Linked DNA regions of Ovis aries: region 1 is linked to region 2. A link is a contact called in public Hi-C data. All regions are on one chromosome and are shown on one strand. Each heading gives the region's core, a stretch centred on a gene start, on an enhancer-like site or on the middle of the called end of the contact. The rest is flanking DNA. Distances are from core to core; before and after follow the strand shown. Region 1 has its middle 46 kb from the start of CLMN. Region 2 overlaps CLMN (calmin).

Evidence for each region. Hi-C and Micro-C count contacts between places; a contact is called where the count stands out from the background.
Region 1: a Hi-C map of hypothalamus shows a contact between it and region 2, with 3 times the contacts expected there. The contact joins two enhancer-like sites. A contact is called at or near these places in 2 of 16 Hi-C or Micro-C datasets (hypothalamus and liver).

The regions. Positions count from the first base shown.
Region 1 is chr18:57,943,127-57,946,229 of ARS-UI_Ramb_v3.0, forward strand. No RefSeq gene overlaps it. Among named protein-coding and RNA genes, the nearest start is that of CLMN, 46 kb to the left of the region's middle. Within about 2 kb of position 1,770, at least 7 of the 54 cell types and tissues checked have an H3K27ac peak or open chromatin away from gene starts, as enhancers often do. A contact at or near this core is called in hypothalamus, where this site is marked.
Region 2 is chr18:57,804,198-57,807,397 of ARS-UI_Ramb_v3.0, forward strand. It overlaps CLMN (calmin), which reads right to left. Exons shown (of 14, transcript XM_042235441.2): 6 at 3,021-3,200; 7 at 809-1,002. Among named protein-coding and RNA genes, the nearest start is that of DICER1, 58 kb to the left of the region's middle. Within about 2 kb of position 1,819, at least 5 of the 54 cell types and tissues checked have an H3K27ac peak or open chromatin away from gene starts, as enhancers often do. A contact at or near this core is called in hypothalamus, where this site is marked.

The DNA.
Region 1 (3,103 bases), core at 520-3,019, 140 kb after region 2:
TCCTCTGCAGGGGGCTGGACCAGGCATGTGTGATCTCATTCCAGAGAGCACCCAGTAGGCACTGGCCCTGGAGTCTGTTTTCAGGTGGGGAAATTGAGGCTCAGAGAGGCCAGAGCATTTGGCCAAGGCCACATGAGGGTGGCTGATCCTGAAAAGGACCAGAAAGTCCCCAAACAGCAGGAGTCCAGTGATTAATGACCCTGAGAGCAATGGGGATGAAGATCCTAAGAACCTTTCTAGGATTCTTCTGTTTATTTTGGAAAACAAGGCTGCTGTGTTTCTGATGGGGACTCTGCCACAGGTGGGCCAGGTGAAGCAAAAAATATGGGCTTTGGATCCCAGTACTCCTAGGTTCAAATCCCTGCTTTGTTTGCTACAGCTGTGTGACTCTGGGAAGGTTGTCTAACCTCTCTGTGCTTGGTTTATAATAGTACCAGCCTCACAAGCTGCTTGTGAGGATTCAGTGAGATAACACATGCCCAACCTGTACACAGAGCCAAGCTCATGGGCATCTGGTCATGAGGATTCACAAAGGGACCTTCAGAACTGTGACACGTGGGCCTCAACATAGCCCAGTCAGCCGATGCCCCCTCTGGACTTCAGTTGCCCCCTCGGTAAAATACTAGAAGGCAGTAAACCTGGACTCAAATGGGCTTCTCACCATCAACAAGATGGACACTTTAGTTCAAGTTCAAAGTTGGGTCAGTCTTTGCGGTGGGGACTGTCTTGTGCATCAGAGGTTACTGAACAGCATCCCTTGGTCTCTGCCCACTCGGTGCCAGTAGCACCCTCTACCTCTGCTGTTTGCGATGAGAAAAATATGCCCAGACCTTGCCAAGTGTTCCCTGGAGTAAGGTGATGTTCCATTTCTGCCTATAGAGCAGATGAGGAGCAGGCAACACCTACCTGTGCCCAAGGCTCTGCTGGGGACTGCAGGCAGCATGACCACAGGGACCTCATCTTCAGGTTCTGTTCCGTTCAGTTCAGTTGCTCAGTCGTGTCTGACTCTTTGTGACCCCATGGACTGCAGCACACCAGGCTTCCCTGTCCATACCAACTCCCAGAGCTTGCAACACTCAATAAGCATTCACACAAGAAACAAGTTCTGCAGGGATTCACCAGGTGGCTTCTCCAGGCCAGACCCTAGTGGGACCTAAGGTTCAAGATGAGGCATCACCACCTCCAAGAACCCCTCAAGATTCTCCAGGCTAAGTTAAAGCCCTTCCAGACATCATCTCCCTTGGCCTTGCAATAGCCCTTGGAGATGATGTTTACAGATGAGAGATCTGAAGTTCCATCAGAAATGGGACATGACTTGCCCAATCTCATGCGGCCACTTAGAACCTGATCTCTCCCCTCTGGGGCCCAGAATCTATTTGAATCCCTTTTGTGGTACCCTTGAAGGCTGCGCTAGCCAGTAGAGGAAATCCTGGATCCCAGAGGAGAGGCAACCTAGCTGGAATGACAAGATGTGAGGTTCTGTGGGTAGTGGAAGGAGCCTGGACCTGTCTGTAAAGACCCAGCTCTGTTGCTCACTGATCATGTGGCTTCTGAGCCTTGCCTTTCATATCTGTAAAGTGGGCATAATTATACTTAATCCAGGAGCTTCATGTGAAATTTTGGCGAAGTAACAGAGTTAAAGCACCTGGCACACATTAGGTGCTCAGTAAACAGCCGCTAGAATGATGACTATGTATCATGTAATGTATCATCCCTAAGGACGCAGGACTGCCAGGGAGGCCTGGCCTGGGCAGCCTGTAAGCACCAGCTCCTTTTGCCAGCTGCAGGGCTGGCAACTGGGCCCTAGTCCTGGGGAGTGCAGGGTCCATCAGAGGCAGATGTTTGAGCTCTGCCAGTGTGGAGGCCACAGCACCTCCTACTGGACAGCTGGCCGAGTTGGAGAAGGGACCGGCCACCTTGCTCGGCCAATGCCCCTGCAAGAGTGACCTATGGCCTGGCTGGCACTCCACTGGCCGGCTTGGCAGAAGCTTCCGGCCAAGGAGCCGCTCACAAAGCCCTTCCTGAGCTGGCCCCTTTCCCAGGTGAATCCTTTTGTGTTGGCCGGAGGAGCCGCATCCTGCCAAGGACTGCCTTCCTTGATTCACCCCGGTTCATTCTCCCATTTCTCTAAGTTAACGCCAGCATCTCTCCTCTCGAGAACAAAAGTAGGCAGAAATCTTCACAAATGAGTGGGGCTCCATGTAGCAGGCAGAGCATGCTCGTGGCCTCCACGAGCATTGGGCAGGGCTCTGGGCCCCGGAGCAAGTTCCTCTGCTGAGAAGGTCTCCCAGCACAGGAAGGAGATAGCGTTCATCTTTCTCCAAGTCCTTTTCAGCTAATATTTAATAGCTTGCCATGGAGCAAATGTGAAGCTGGGCACCTAGCACTCAGAGAATCCTGGAGGAGGGCGAGTGTCCCCTGGGTAGAACTTCACTAGAAATGATGGCCCCTTTTAGTCCGCTGAGTGTTTCCATAGAAGCTGAGGGCAGTGATGAGGTTTCCAGCACACTCACTCTGATGTCAGGATGGCCAGGTGGGAAGTAGCTTTGACTCCTCTCCTGCTGTTTAACGAGCAAATGCGGTCCTCACTCTGGCAGCCGGACTTTATCTCCTAACCTGGCTAAAAATGCGGAGGGCTCTCCTAACCCAAGGAGTGACCCATGTGTGGGCTTTGGCTTTCCAGATGCAAAGGTTTTCTCCATCAGACATCAGTTTCTGCCATCAAGCAGTGAGTTGCTAAGTTGAAAGGAGACGGAGAGAGAAGATGAGGGATCGAGTGATTTCACATGCCTTCCGTCCAGGTGCATCCCCATCTGTGCATAATTGTAGGAAGGGCTATCTGGTTGAGCCGAGTCTGGCGCAGAGGACAACGAGATGGACCGTCTAGGTAGTAATGTTCTGCCTCCTCCAGCGCTGTGACGAGCTGTGTGGACAAAGACTTCCTCTTCCCTTAATTGAGTAAGGAGAGTGTCTGCTTCATGGGGTTGTGTGAGGCTTTAGGGGAGTGGAGAACGTTCACGAATGAACCTCTCTGCTCTCTTGATGACAGACTGGGTTCTAGTCACATCAGCTGATGGCCTCCGGGACATCCCATCACTGTTCT
Region 2 (3,200 bases), core at 569-3,068:
ACACTTTGGTATGCCCACTAGATGAACCATTATGCAGCCAATAAAAACATAGTGAAGACATCCTAGCAGCATGCAAAATATTTATGCCACAATTATAATGTTTAAGTTAAAAAAAGGAAGATATACATTATGTGGTACCCTGGATGGGAGGGGAGTTCGGGAGAGAACGGATACATGTATATGTATGGCTGAGTCCCTTTGCTGTGTGCAGCTGAAACTATCACAACATTATTTGTTAATTATTTGCTAACCAGTACAAAATAAAGGTTTTTTTAAAAACCTTTTTTTAAAAAAAAAAAGTAGAAATGCTTGTTTAATACAAAAGAAAGTAGTAGAGGTGGAACATAAAAAAATCAAAATTATATGAGACATCTTGACAATTAAATAGCAAAATGGGTAGTAATGGGAAGAAGCACAGGGGCCTGCAGGCTGTGAACTTGGTTGGTAGCCATGCAGATGTTCACATGTGATTATCATAGAATCACAAAGATGCATGTTTGTTTCATGCATTTTTGTACATATCTGTTATATTTCACAATAAAAAAAAGTTCTAAAAGCCTTAAAGAAAAAAAAAAAAAAAGGAAGAGACAAAGTCATACATACCCTGAATGATCTCAATTACGTTAAAAAAATTGTATTGAGATATAAGGAAAAACACTGGGGAAATTATGTCAGCGGCAGGAATATAGGAGATATAAAAATGACTTCATTAGATGTTTCTGTATTCTCCAGAATTTCCACGTGGACAGAAGGTGTTACAGGTTAAAAATAAACTATGAAGAAAGAGAAGAGAGAGGACCACAGCTACCTTCTGGCTCCAGGAGCCTGGGGATGTGAAGGGCATCGTGAGCGATGCTGAAAGCCTTCTCCAGATTCTCCCGCATGGAGTCTTCCAGCGCCTGCTTCATGTCCACCAGGCTGGGGTCGATGGCCTTGATCACAGCCAGGAAAGCCAGCCCGCTCCGCCAGCTGCCTGCAAAGTCCTGCACCGCCACGCCATACCTGAAGGGAAGCAGCAGCCGCAGGGCAGGTGGGTAAATAGACTTAGGGATGCCTCGCTGGCCTCCGAGTGGGGCCGGGAGCTGCTGACCTGGCGAGGACTAGATGCCCCGGGCCCTGAGTATCAGGACAGCTGCACTGACCCATCTGTGTTTCCATTTCCGGACAAACCGAACAGGAAGGTTATGTCGCACAAGGAGACATAACAGGAACTTGAGTTCCCCCTCCCAGATAGATACATAAAGCCTTCATTTAACACATGATTCCTTTTATCAGTGATCTTTGAAATGCAGCAAACACGGGTGTGTCATGTCATAAAATGGAGCCAGAAAGTTCATGTTCACACCCCGGCTGCCCCTCTGTGCTTCCAGCACTGTGGCCTTGGGCAGATCACGTACCTTCTTAGCCTCAAATCTATAAAACAGAGCTGTCATGGGGCAGTATTAGGTTGAACCCGCCCCCAGAGTGGCTATACCATGTGGACCACGTGTGATGTAGGTGCCCCACAGAAGCCGCTCAGTAAGTGCTAGCTAATGTCATGATTAGTAGAAATAAAATTACAACTTTAAAAATGACAAGGAGAGGTCTTCCTGTATTAATTTCCTTTAGACTCCATCCCTCGAGAGCCCCTCTTCCTGCTGCCAATTTCCCTCCTGGGGTCACTGAACGCTCTTAAAAAAAAACACAAATATCTTTTTATTTAGATATTTATGGAGATTCATAAGAAGTTGCAAAAGCAGTACAAAGAGCCCTTGGTACGCATCATCTGCTTCCCTCCACACAGAGTCTTATGTTACAGGCGAGTGTCATCAGAACCAGACACTGATGTGGGTCCAGGGCTACGAGCCACAGATGAGCCAGGGCTATAGCCACGTACTAGGATTCCATCGGTTTCACTGTCACAGATGTGGCAGAAGCACCAGGGCACTTTGTCTCAAGCACCCATTCCTGTGATCCCTGCCACAGCGGTCATACAGACTGTCTCCCCTGAAATACCCTTCTTCTCCGTTACAGTCACCCTAACTCCTGGCAACAAGCTCACTTCTGATTTATTTTAAAACATTTAATGGTTGTTCACATTAATCAACTCTATCATGTTTAACTCCTTAATCAAAACCCCTAAGATCTAACCTCCCTCCCATCTGTTATTTTTCCTGCCACCTTTTATCTCCATATATGGGGAAGATGGGATCTGATGCTAAGTGCTTATGAAGTGCTGGTACTCTGCCTTCACAGAGTTTATTTCATTTAACCCTAACTACCCCATAAGGGGGTGAGTAGTAAGTCACCATCTTATAGGTGCAGCATAGAGAGGAAACTGACGCAGCGTGTCTTCCCAGTCTGGCAGGGGTTAAACACAAGTCCAAGGATTTGGTTCCAGTTCACCTGTCTCGGTGCTGGGAGGGCCAGACCTGACTCTGATAGGTTGCAGCCTTGATTGCTACTTGCTTTTAAGTAGGTTTAGACCCTGAAAGATACCCAGAAGCTTAATAATAAGGGTGCTAAGTTGCTTCAGTCATGTCCGACTCTTTGTGACCCCATGAACTGTAGCCCACCAGGCTCCTCTGTCCTTGGGATTCTCTATGCATGAACACTGGAGTGGGCTGCCATGCCCTTCTCCAAGGGATCTTCCTGACCCAGGGATCAAACCAGCATCTCTTATGGTCTTCTGCATTGAAAGGTGGGTTCTTTACCACTAGTACCACCTGGAAACCCATAATAATAAACATGTCCATGTTACTAGGATCCAAGGACCAATCCCACTTAGGGATTTAAAGTGGTGAAGGCCCCTTGGATTTCTATCCAAATTCTCTCATCAGATTTCTGCAAACCAAACACTGAGCGAGTACAGTTTTGTGTGCAGACACGGAAAGGACAGAATTCCCTGTTCTGAGAGTCTACATGAAGCGCTGGCACGTAATGGACGCAGAACAGAATACATGGTGATGCCCCCTTCCTCTGCCCTCCTCCCTCTGCCTGGTAGCAGCACGGGGTGCTGGGGAGCAGGGCATGGGGCTTACTTCCTCGTTTTTCTCTGCACCCAAGCCAACAGCGTCCTGATGGCTTTCCTCTGGTCCTTCACCGAGATTGCCACGCTCCTCTCTGCGGTGGGTGTGGGTGGGAAGGAGGAGTCTGAGTCTGTGCCCCCTGAGCCGGGTGACAGGCTGGAGGATGGAGAGTTTCTGCTGAGGTTGCCCGTG